Linked DNA regions of Mus musculus: all the other regions are linked to region 4. Evidence: chromatin contacts called from public HiChIP or PLAC-seq, Micro-C and promoter capture Hi-C data. All regions are on one chromosome and are shown on one strand. Each heading gives the region's core, a stretch centred on a gene start, on an enhancer-like site or on the middle of the called end of the contact. The rest is flanking DNA. Distances are from core to core; before and after follow the strand shown.

Region 1 (3,100 bases), core at 16-2,515, 680 kb before region 4:
GGAAGCTCAATTTCTAATCTGGATCTTGAGATGGGAAGACACACTTTTAATCCAGCTCTAATCTGGGCCACGATTTCTGCTGGATTGTATATAGGGATGTGGAAGAAGGAAGCTTTAGGTATTTGCCTGCTTGCCATCGTCTTGCTAGCAAGTCCATTCCTTCACTGGCGTTAGAGCCTTCTCTGTGGTTCTAGTGTATACTGAAGACCAGCTGAGGCATCCAGCCTTGTAGCCCGAGCATCTACTGATCTACTGAGTTCTTGGCCTTTCTGTTCCTAGCCTGCTATTGTTGAATTAACTGAACACAACCTACAGATAATTTTTATTAATCCCACATATATGTCTGTGTGTATACATATATATTTATATATACATATACACGTACATATATGTATACATATATATGTACATATAGGATTAAATAAAATTATATAATATATATGTGTGTGTATACATCTCAGAGAAACATACACCTTCAGGCATACACATAATATTTTTTTTCCGAGACAGGGTTTCTCTGTGTAGCCCTGGCTGTCCTGGAACTCACTTTGTAGACCAGGCTGGCCTCGAACTCAGAAATCTACCTGCCTCTGCCTCCCAAGTGCTGGGATTAAAAGGCGTGTGCCACCACTGTCCGGCAATATAAATCTTTTAAAAAGACTTTTCTATTTTTGTATTTTATGCATATGGGTGTTTTCTCGGCATGTATGCACATCAGAATAGGGCACTGGATCCCATAGGACTACAGTTAAGAGACTGGTTGTTGGGCTGGTGAGATGGCTCAGTGGGTAAGAGCACCCGACTGCTCTTCCGAAGGTCCAGAGTTCAAATCCCAGCAACCACATGGTGGCTCACAACCATCTGTAATGAGATCTGACTCCCTCTTCTGGAATGTCTGAAGACAGCTACAGTGTACTTACATATAATAAATAAATAAATCTTTAAAAAAAAAAAAAAAAAAAAAGAGACTGGTTGTGAGCCCTATGTGAGTGCGGGCAATTAAACTCAGGACCTTGGCGAGAGCTTCCAGTTCTCAATCGATTGTCACCACTCCAGCCCCTAAAAGAAATAAATCTTTAAAAACAACAACAAAACGTGTCTGGAATTCTGGGTTCCTCTACTTAAGCTCTCACTTTTAGGACAGGTCCCAGATGGTGCCACCCTGCAGGCCCCGCCCATAATCGCGAGAGCCACGCCCACATCCCAGAGCCCTTCCTCTCGACCGCGGAAGTGCCTTTTGTGCAGCGCCGCCTCTCTCCTTCGCTCAACCTCTCACTTCCGCTTCCGGTGTGGGTCGTGAGCGCGCGCGAGCGCAGCAGTGGGAGGCGGCGACTGGCCGGTGAGTGCAGGCATCCGACCCCGACCTCCCGGCTTCCGAGCGGTGGCAGTCGACCTCATCCTTGTCCGAGGCGCTCCGGAGATCACCGTGGGTGTCCGCCGGGCCCCGACGGCGGCCCCGCCTGCTTCCGCCCTGACAGGCCTCAGGCTGCGCCCCTCGCCCCTCCTCAGGCCCGAATCCGGGCTTTGGGGTTCGGCACGGACCCTGGTCCCCAGACGCAGCTCCGTCCCTGTCTTTCACCCATCGCTCCGGCCCAGGGCCGCACTCTCTCTTTTTAGCCTGCCTGGCCGGCTTCACGTCCCTCCTTTAGAGCTCAGCCGCCTGACCATCTTCATCCTCTGTCCACGCCCTTCACCTGGCCTCACCCCCCTCCCCAAGCGTGTCTGGGCTGTGCTGTTGCCTCTCTCCACTAACCTACCTTACAACACTGCTGCACCCCCCTCCCGTACCATGCATGGTTCCTGCAGAGGGATCTTAGGGGTTCTTGTGAGCCCAGCCCTGGCAGCTACGGATCGGTTTCAGACATTCCTTTTATTTCAAAAATTCCATTTTTATTTTTCCAGACAGCATCTCACTATGTAGCCTTGGCTAGCCTGGAACTTAGTACATAAACCAGGCTGGCTCCATACTCAGACATCTGCCTGTCCTGCCTTCCCACTGCTGAGATTCAAGGCATGCACCATCACTCCCAGCCATTTTTTTTTTAATTAAAGTAGGATCTCCATATTTAGGTTACACTGGACAGTGTAACCAAGGCTGGCCTTGAACTCAAGACAGTTCTGCATCAGCCTTCCAAAGGCTATCTACTCTATAGTCTTTCATATGGACTTTAGCGAGCAGAATCTAGGAGGATTTTTTTTCCCAGGAGAAGATCTTACCTAGGTCACAGAGAGCTTTCTCATAGTTCTGGAGCTACTGCCACAGGACTGTTAGGAGTCCTTTTGTGCACTCAGCGTCCTGGTCTGCAGCAGGGTCTCTCTCTCCCCTGAAGCCATGGGACTTGGAATTTAGTCCATCAGGATCAACCCCAACATGTCAGAGGACTGTAACTCTACCCACGTGGTCTTTATAGTCCCTTTGACATGTCTGGTGCCCTCCTCCCTCAGGCAGAAGCCTCAGCACCATGTGGCACGAGGCTCGGAAGCATGAGCGGAAACTTCGAGGCATGATGGTGGACTACAAGAAGAGGGCGGAGCGGCGTCGGGAGTACTATGAGAAGATTGTGAGTGAGCAGACTTGAGTGTGGGGCGGGCGGGCTCCAGAGGGAAGGGCCCTGGGCTTGGAGGTGTGTCAAGGCAAGAGCTCTTTTTCCTCACAATCCTAGTCGTCTTCCCCCACACCCCCTTCCACTGTGGCCATTTTTCTATGGTGTTGGAGATAGAAGTCTGGGCCGTGCAGTGCACCACCTGAGCTGCCCTTACCCCGTCTCTTGTTAGGTAGATGGTCTTTTTAGGTAACCTAGGCAGGCCTCAGACTCATACTCTTCCTGCCTGTGTTTACAGGTGTGTGTTGTTACCATGCTCAGCCATAGTCATTTCTTCAGCATAGTGGTTGGTGTAAACGTGAGGGCTTCTGTTTGCCTCAGTCTGCTGTGTCTGGTGCAGTCCCGGTGCACTGGTGTCAAAGACAAAAGACTCTCTAGCTCTCTGAACATTTCAGGAGTCAGGCCTCTGGAACATTCTCTGCTCCTCCATCAATGTGTTCCCAGTGCCCAGAACAACTCAGCCATTCTTGCAGCTTGACTTGGCATCTAGCAGTAGC
Region 2 (3,105 bases), core at 442-2,941, 680 kb after region 4:
TGGTCTGAGCCTGGAGATATGCCCACGAAAGAGTCAAGGTTGCAGTCTCTGGGAACCAGACTCCTACATGGAGTGTGGTTCTTGTCTTATATCATCTGGGTCTGAGATTTCCATGCTTTTTACCAACACTGTTGTTTCCCTTGGTTGTTGTCCCATCTGTGCTTGGTGTATATGATGCAGCACTTCAAAAATCTTGCTTGGCACAAGGATCAGTTATGTAAAACCTCCTGGTTCCAGCTACGGTTTGTCTTCTTTCTTTCTCATCACCCATTCTCCCACTCTGCATCTTCCTGTTGGAGATGCTGATTCACTCTGCTTCAGGTCAAACACACACCCTTGCTACCACTACCACACTCACTTTCTCCTGCAGAGATTCTAAAGACCCTGAAGATTTTATACCCAGACCTCAGGCTATAAGGAGTCCCTAAGATAATCATTGCCTTCTCTGTATTGTCTCAGGATTTGGACTCTGAAAACCCTCAACCATGCCTGCTACCAAGCTGAACACTCAATGCACCTTTCCTTGTACCTTCTCACAGACACTGGATTTGTTCTTGTTGCCACGGAAACATACTATCCCTGTGTAGCATATGCTTCCTGACCTCAGTGAAAGCTTGAGGCCACCAGCTCTGGATAACCATTGATCATCCTGCCCCACCAAGTTCACGGGAGTCTATGGTTATACTACTATACTAGAACAGCCAAGGGCACTTCCTCCCAAAGTCACAGAGTCCTTTAGACACAAAAGTTTCCCCAGATGCAGAGATGCATTTTTCTAGACACTTAACTAGATAATACACACAAGCAATACACAGACACATAGAAACACACACAACACACACAGACATACACACATCACACACATCACACACACAACACACATACAACACATACAGACAAAACACAGATATATACACACACACATATAACACACACAGGCACATACAGAGACACACACAAACACTTATCACACAGAAATATACACAGAAATACACACACATATATAACACAGACATACATAAAGAGACATAGACACATAGAAACACATATACACAACACATACAGACACACATATATATGTATATATGTACATATATACATACACACACACACACATATATATATATATATACATACATTTACACACACACAAACACAGAGACATACATAGACATAGAGAAAGACAGACACATACTACACAGACACATACACCACACACACACACCAAACACACACACACAAAGACACACACACACATACATACACACCAAGTTCACTCATGCTACACTCAACAGCACAGAGACACAGCAAGGTCCCTCTTCCTGTTCAGTGCTCACCTGCGCAGGTGCCCAGTAAATCCTCCAGGAGCAGGTACACTATCCACAGGTGGATCGCAGCTAGGGCTCTGAGGTTCCTGGACAGCAGCATCTTCTCTCTGCCTGAGACTTCTGAGTTTACTTTGAAGATCCCAAGCCAGATGAGCTCCTCTTACTAGCTCTACCAACCTCAGGAATCCAAGGAGAACTTAAGGGTATCACTGGGACTTCAGGTGGAGGGGGATCCTAAGAGGCTGAAAGGGGATCCTGAAAGTGTCTGGGCTGGCTGGAGGGCTGCTGGTCCCTGTACAGAGAAGCTGAGAAACACAGAGGTGCTCAGGATGCTTTGGGCTCAGGCAGCCCTGATTCAAATGCTCCTCCCTGAAATCATCAAAGCCCTCCTTTACAGCTATCCCTACTGCATTCTCTACAATAAGCAGGAAGGTTTTTGTCTTAATGTTTTGGATAGGAGTCTGGAATGCATGTGAACCTCTCATCAACAAGGACAGGCAGGACAGGCAGGTATCTCAACCGGGGTTTTATTACCTGCTCCCCACATCAAGATTCCAGCTTCCCACTCAGGTATCTGTGCATGCTCACACAGGACTTGGGAAAATTCCCTTTACAACTATAAAAACAAATGATGCATGTTTCCTATTAATAACTGACTGGGAGTGAGTAAAGCTGTGGAAGACTCTGGAGGGAAATTTGAAACAATTAATTAACTGTTGTTTGCTCTTTGAGTTTAGGTTTGTTGTTGCCTGGAGTGAGCTGAGCCCTGGGAACTAAACTTACCACCCTCTGCTGCTGAGCAGACCCTGCCCAGCCTGGTCTTAAGCATTTTAAAGCAGAAACAATGAAGTAAAATTAATTATAGCAAGAAGAGACACAGTTTGTATACTTTCTCAGTAGTTTAGAAACTAAGGGCTGAGGATGGTGGGGCACATCTTTAATCCCAGCACTTTAATTCCAGGCAGGGGCAGGCAGATCTTTGTGAGTTTGATTCCAGCCTGGACACCCTACAGAGTTCCAGGACAGCCAGGACTATGTAGAGAGACCTCTTCTGAGAGGGGAGGGAAGGAGAGAGAGAGAGGAGGGGGAGGAGGAGGGTAAGAGAGAGAGAGAGAGAGGAAGAGAGGGAGAAGAAGAGGGAGAGAGAGAAGGAGAGGGAGAAGGAGAGAGAGAAGGAGAGGGAAGGGAGAGAGAGGGAAGAAGAGGGAGAGAGAGAAGGAGAGATAGAAAGAGAGGGAGAGAGAAGGAGAGAGAGAAAGAGAGGGAGAGAAAGAGAGGGAGAGAAAGAGAGGGAGAGAAAGAGAGGGAGAGAAAGAGAGGGAGAGGGAGAGGGAGAGGGAGAGGGAGAGAGGGAGAGGGAGAGGGAGAGGGAGAGAGGGAGAGGGAGAGAAAGAGAGGGAGAGGGAGAGGAAGAGGGAGAGGGAGAGGGAGAGGGAGAGGGAGAGGGAGAGGGAGAGGGAGAGGGAGAGAAGACTGAGACTCACAGTGCTTTTTAAGAGCCCACAGTCTAGGCAACTCATCCACTGTTGGTGAAAACTCACTCAATCCACCAGATGGCATCACTCCAGTTAGAATGCCTCTGCTCTCATGCCCTCAATACCTCCCCATAGGCTCCTCCATTCAACATTCTTCAACTCTGGCCACTCCAACACTGAGAAATTAAGATTCCAATACACAAATCTCCAGGGAACCGGGAACACACACACACAAATGATAGTGATGGTTAAAAATAGCACTATCAACCCATATCAGATTCTGTGTGACCTACAAATCCATT
Region 3 (2,900 bases), core at 195-2,694, 820 kb before region 4:
GTCTCCAAGACCCACACAGTGGAAAGAAAAGAGCCAACCCCACACCTGTGCATTGGCACCCCCACCCCTGCCCCACACATATGTAAATGCAGTAATTAAATAAAACAAACAAACATAAGCCACAGTTCATCTCACTCTGAACATCCATTCTTGTATTCAGAATTAGAGACTTAGTCTGGAGGTCTTGGGGCTGTGAGATTCTTGTCATTTGTATGTTTTCATTTATGAAGGGCGTCCCTGGATAACGAAGGTTAACCTGGAATTCTCTGGCCCCAAACATCCTTATGCCTCTGTCTCCTTAGTTTTGGAATTATGACTGAAGGCTGCTGAGCCTGGTTCACTGATACCTCCTGTGTGTGTGTGTGTGTGTGTGTGTGTGTGTGTGTGTGTGTGTGTTAATACAAGAGGACAATGTTCAGGAGTCTGTTCTCCCTATCCACTACTCGGATCTCAGAGATTAAAATCCGGTTATCATTCTTGGCTGCAATCACCTTTACCCGCTGCGCCATCTCACCAACCCCTCCCCGACACCTTTTCAAGCCCATTTTTCTGTCCTTGATGTCCTTTTGCCTAGCTCCAAGACCTGTTCTAATTCACATTTGCAAAGCTGTGTAATCCCAGCTCTTCTGGATGGTGAGACAGGAGGATTGATGTGAATTCAAGGCCAACTGAAGCCAAACATTGAGACCCTGTCTAAATAAACAAAATAAAACCCAGGCGGAAGCAAAGGCAAGCCCTGCCAGATGTGGCCTGTGGGGACAGGCACTGACCCTGTGACCTGGCCTGCAAAGAGTGTCAGATCTTTTACTTGAATTGTTCCAGGGGAACCTGCAGGGTGACTTAAATGTCTCCATTTTACACATGAAAGAACTTGGGCTTGAAAAGGTCACCCAGCCCAGAAGCAGCAAGCAGCAGGAAGCTCTCATCTCTCTGTGTTTCAATTTGAAAAAGTTCTCCTGCTCCTCTGTGGTAGGGCTGGGACCCAAAGCTCTCCACGTGGTACACAAGCGCTCTGCCACTGAGCCACGCCCCCAGCCCCTCCCTGGGGGATTCTAGGCAGGGGCTCTGCCACTGAGCCACGCCCCCAGCCCCTCCCTGGGGGATTCTAGGAAGAGGCTCTACTGCTGAGCTGTCCTTTTCCTAGTCCATATGGATCCGCTCTGCGGCAGAGATGAAGCCCTTTTTGTCTAGGTGTGTGGTGGGTTTGAGTGGTGAGGCATATGGTACGACTCTCTTAACTGGTGGCCACTTGTCCCATCCTCCCTAGCACTGTCTGACCCCAGTATTGTGTTCTGTCAGATTCCCTCACCAGGACCACCCAGGTTCTTCTTTTTTAAAGATTGCTTTAAGTGAATTGGTGTTTTGCCTACATACATGTCTGCACACCATATGTGTGCTGTGTCCAAGAAAGAGCTGAGTTTGGGATGTTTGTGAGCCACCATCTCAGGGAACCCAACCCAGGCCCTCTGCAAGAACAATGGGTGCTCTTAACTTCTGAGTCATCTCTCCAGCCACTGGCCTGCTTGCATTTGTTTATTTATTTATCTATTTATTTATTTAGGCAGAGTTTAGCTACGTCTTCTTGACTGGCCTGGAACTCACTATGTAGCCCAGGCTTTCTTCAGACACACAAGAGATCTGCGTGCCTCCACCTCCTGTGTGGTGGGATTAAAAGCTTTTGCTACCACACCCCAGCTTCCCTGGGTTCTTGTGTGTGAGGAGGCCAGGACGGTACACTCACCACTGTTCGCTGAGTGGGCAGCTCTGCCTAGGGTGCTTGCTCTCACTCTCTCTCTCTCTCTCTCTCTCTTATTCTCTCTCGCTCTCTCACTCCCTTATTCTCTCTCGTTCTCTAGATGGTTGTAAGCAGTTCCTCATAGAGACAAGTCATGTGTCCCTCACCTCAGGGCTCACTGTCAATGGCCACTTGTAATTATCTGGCCTCTGTTTGTTTACAAAGTTCAAGTTTCCTGTGGACCTAGGCTGAGTGCTCTTCAAGCATTCCTTGGTCCTCATAACACCCCTGGGGTGTGCGACACTGTCATTATGTCCTCATTATGCAGCTGGGAAACTGAGGCACAGAGATGTTGAGCCCTGGATTTAAACCCACACATTATTGTCCCCTGGGTCATCGTGGAGTACTTCCTCCAAAGCTGAGACACAGGCTTCCTCGTTTCTATATTTGTTCACAGTGGGGAGACGGTGGGGTTGAAGAGATAGCTCAGGCAGAGGACTTGCTCAGCGTCCTGCACAGCTGCCTGAAGTTCTGATTCCAAGGGCTTTTGGCGCCCCCTTCTGGCCTGTACAGGTACCTGTTCGCCGTACATAGATGTGCGCGCGCGCACATACACATTAAATAAAAAAAAAATTACTATATTTTTAAAGATTTATTTATCATATGTATGTACACTGTAGCTGTCTTCAGACACACCAGAAGAAGGCATTAGATCTCATTACAGATGGTTGTGAGCCACCATGTGGTTGCTGGGATTTGAACTCAGGACCTTCGGAAGAGCAGTCAGTACTCTTAACCACTGAGCCATCTCTCCAGCCCATACTATTTTTTTAAAGTGAGGAATTGGGGGCTGGAGAGTTGGCTTGGTGGTTAAAAGCACAGATGCTCTTGCAGAGGTTCTGAGTTCAATTCTCAGCATCCACATGGCAACATACAACCATCTGTAACTCCAGCTCCAGAGAACCCTGTGCCCTCTTCTGGCCTCCATAGGCACCAGGCACACATGTGGTACAGAGACATACATAGACAAAACATCCATATACATCAAATAATTTTTTTTAAGTAAAAATTCAGCCAGGCACAAGGGTGCACACCATTTATCTCAGCATTTCTGGAGGCAGAAGCAGGAGGATCTCTGAGTTCAAGGCCAACCTGGTCTACATAG
Region 4 (2,909 bases), core at 87-2,586:
ACCACAAGCCCCAGCTCTCCCTTTTCATCCCCCCATCCCCCCCAGTTACACACCCCCCTCTGATGTCACTATTGCACACCTCCATGTGTCACACCCAGCCTCTCTAGAGTCACACCTACACCCTTTTCCATGTCACATCCTAGCACCAGCTTCTACTGGTCCCACTCCACCCTATACACAGCGGTATCCCCCACACAGAACCCCTTTTCCCGGTCCACGAATGTTCTCACGGTTCACACCCAGAGTCCATCCTTTCTGCCTCCCTACACACCCCCCTGCATGTTACACACCCCCTCTCACTGGTGTGTCACAGGACAAGAGCCCCCTCCGGGCTGGTAAGCACCTTCCCTTGGAGGACCTCACATCCGGCTCTCTTTTACACACATACTCACACACCCCTACCCCGTCACATCCATGGTCCCTTAATGTCACATATCCAGGCCCTACACGACCCACCACGGATACACACCTGTCCTAGCCTTCCATCTCTTTCCCCTCCAGTTTTACACACCCACCCTTTCTTCCATGTCACCCAACACACCCACCCAGTCTGTCTCCATGCACGGTCCTGCATACTGTCCACACCCGCCCCTTTCCGGGACAACCCTTGTTCAGGACATCCCCAGGGAGTGAGGCTCAGAAGCTCTCGGTCCACAGGCCTGACTCTACTCCTTCCCCTCCCCCAACCGGGACACGCAAGCCCGAGGGAACACCCCTGCCCCGAAAGGGTCACATCACACACCCCTCAAGGACACACTGGCCCAGAAGGGACCCACGCCCCTCATCCTTGGTTCCCTCATACACCACAAGGACACTTACCACCCCCTCCCCCCCAGCCCCTTTCGTCGCAGACAAAGCTCTCAGCCCCCGGGGCCTCGGCGACAAGAGAAAGGGGTCCGTCCGGGTCCCCATCTCCTCGCGGAGGGGTGCCCCTCCCCTCCCTGAAGCACTTGCACCTGCCAGCCAGGGATGGGGGGGGATGATGGAGGACGGCGATGCCCCCTTCGGCGCGCGATCCCCCCCCACGCCCCACGCCGCGGTCCCTCAGCTTTGCCTCACCTCCCGTGTTGCTGCGCTTGGTGCAGACCACCTCGGGGGGCGTCTCGAGGGGTCTCTTGCGGGAATCCGGGGCCTCGGGCTCCATGGGGGGGGCCTGGGGCGGCGGCTGCTGCTGCTGCGGCGGCTGCGGCGGCGGCGGCGGCTGCTGTGGCGGCGGCGACGGCTGCTGGGGAGGCTGGGGCTGCGGCGGCGGCGGCGGCGGCGGGGGCGGCGGCGGCTGCGGGGCCGCGGAGGCCGTGAAGAGGCCGTGCACCGCGCCGGCGGCCATCATCCTCATGGTGGGGGGGCGGAGGAGGGGGAGGGGAGGGAGGGGGAGGGGAGGGGGCGGCGAGGAAGGGGGAGGGGAGCGGCGGGGAGGGAAGCGGGAGGGGGCTGGGGGGGGGAAGCGCTGACAGAGCTGGAGGACGGAGGGGAGCAGGGTGGAGAGGGTATGGGGGGTGGTCTGGGATGGAGAACTGAGGGGTGGGGTCCTGGTCTCTCAAAGATCACCGAAGCCGGTCACTGAGCCAGTGGGGTGCAGAGGTGTAGACAGGACACCCTCTCTGTACCCTTTCTTGAGGGCTCCCCACAGATGCGAGGGGCCGAGCCCCCCTCCCAAGGCCCTGCTCAGGGCGGGGGGCCGGAGATAAGAAGCGGAGGCGGTCGCTAGTGGGGGCCCGGGGGGCGGCGGGCGAGGGCAGCAGCAGAGACCGGGCTGCTGGTGGTGGTTGCTGGCCCGAGCATCTTCTCAGCTAGGCTCCTACAGCGTCCTGGCCCCTCCCACCCGCGCAAGGTCACGCCCATGGCAGTCAAGGCCACGCCCTTCTGCGCCCCCATTGGTCCATCCTTGAAGCCTGGGCCACGCCCATCACGCTTGGACGCTACAGACCTGACTACCCCCCCCTGCAGGGTATAATAAGGACCGCGAGGCTCCTCCACGCCTTCCTTCCTTACCCTTCACCCTTTTATTTGCGGAGGGGCGTGGCTGGACAGAGTGTAATATAGCCCAAGCTGGCTTTGAACTCACTATGTAGCTCAGGCTAGCTTTGACCTCCTGATTCTGCTGTTTCCATTCCCTGGCCCCCCAAGCGCTGGGATTAGAGGGATGTGCATGGCATCTCTAGCTACCTTTTGCTCCTAATGAGCATCACTTGTGCACTTGCCATGTGCCAGGAGTGGTTCTAAGAGATTCTTACTTGAATCCCACCGGGGAAAAACGATAGGATATACTTTTAGTATTCTGTCTTACAGATGAGGACACTGAGTCTTAGGAAGCCGAAGCAGCCAAGCTTGGCGCTCACTCATGTATCCCACTACTTGACAGTATGAGGCAGAATTGCCTTGAATCTAAGGATAAGCTGGGCTACAATGTAAGACCCTTTGTTTAAAAAAAAACAAACAACCAAATCAACAAGAAACAAAACAAACAAAAGAGAAAAGAAGAGGAAACAATGGGTAGGGGTCAAATGAGAAATGTACCTTCATGTCATCTGACTGTCAGCAAGGAAATTCCCCCTTTGGATGGTCCATCTCTCCATGAAGAGTGGACCTAAGACTGCTGTCGGGCTCCTGCGACTGAAATCAAGTTACAGCAAGTAACTGCCACAGAAGCCTGACTGGCGCTAGGTCCTATCAACGGTACTGACGGCCCACCCACTGAGTGACAGATACTGCCCTAGACCCTGGGACACAGCACAGAACAAAACGGCCTTAGTGCTTTGTAGAGTAAGTATTATCATTCTGGTCACTCGTTAGAAGATTTTGATTTTTCAGATGACAGAATGGAGGCTGCAGAGAGGCTTTTCCAAGGGCACACGGCTAGACAGAGAGAAAACTGGGATTTGGACAGAGGACAAGTCTAATTCCAGAGC

What was found. Promoter capture Hi-C pulls out the DNA fragments that hold promoters and counts their contacts. A called contact is a pair of places that touch in the nucleus more often than the background predicts. HiChIP or PLAC-seq counts read pairs in DNA pulled down with a chosen protein or histone mark.
Region 1: an H3K4me3 HiChIP or PLAC-seq map of forebrain shows a contact between it and region 4, with 4 times the contacts expected there. The contact joins the promoter of Clasrp here to the promoter of Nova2 in region 4. A contact is called at or near these places in 3 of 39 promoter capture datasets (cranial neural crest, maxillary cranial neural crest and second pharyngeal arch cranial neural crest) and 1 of 115 datasets of contacts at active chromatin or transcription factors (forebrain).
Region 2: a promoter capture Hi-C map of stem cell-derived epiblast-like cells shows a contact between it and region 4, with 3 times the contacts expected there. The contact joins the promoter of Mill1 here to the promoter of Nova2 in region 4. A contact is called at or near these places in 6 of 39 promoter capture datasets (the 3T3-L1 cell line, 3T3-L1-derived adipocytes, embryonic stem cells and 2 more).
Region 3: a contact with region 4 is called in a Micro-C map of embryonic stem cells, with 2.8 times the contacts expected there. The contact joins the enhancer-like site here to the promoter of Nova2 in region 4. A contact is called at or near these places in 1 of 39 promoter capture datasets (pre-B cells), 1 of 484 Hi-C or Micro-C datasets (embryonic stem cells) and 4 of 115 datasets of contacts at active chromatin or transcription factors (embryonic forebrain, embryonic limb bud, extraembryonic endoderm stem cells and 1 more).

The regions. Positions count from the first base shown.
Region 1 is chr7:19,602,651-19,605,750 of GRCm38.p6, reverse strand. It overlaps Clasrp (CLK4-associating serine/arginine rich protein), which reads left to right and starts at 1,265. Exons shown (of 21, transcript NM_016680.5): 1 at 1,265-1,339; 2 at 2,446-2,561. The coding sequence starts at 2,463.
Region 2 is chr7:18,243,933-18,247,037 of GRCm38.p6, reverse strand. It overlaps Mill1 (MHC I like leukocyte 1), which reads right to left and starts at 1,691. Exons shown (of 5, transcript NM_153749.4): 1 at 1,338-1,691. The coding sequence starts at 1,428.
Region 3 is chr7:19,739,840-19,742,739 of GRCm38.p6, reverse strand. The region is part of intron 1 of Nectin2 (nectin cell adhesion molecule 2); the gene reads left to right. Among named protein-coding and RNA genes, the nearest start is that of Gm34744, 8.3 kb to the left of the region's middle. Within about 2 kb of position 1,444, at least 58 of the 459 cell types and tissues checked have an H3K27ac peak or open chromatin away from gene starts, as enhancers often do. A contact at or near this core is called in embryonic stem cells and extraembryonic endoderm stem cells, where this site is marked.
Region 4 is chr7:18,924,315-18,927,223 of GRCm38.p6, reverse strand. Nova2 (NOVA alternative splicing regulator 2) reads right to left here and starts at 1,336. Exons shown (of 4, transcript NM_001029877.3): 1 at 1,060-1,336. The coding sequence starts at 1,144.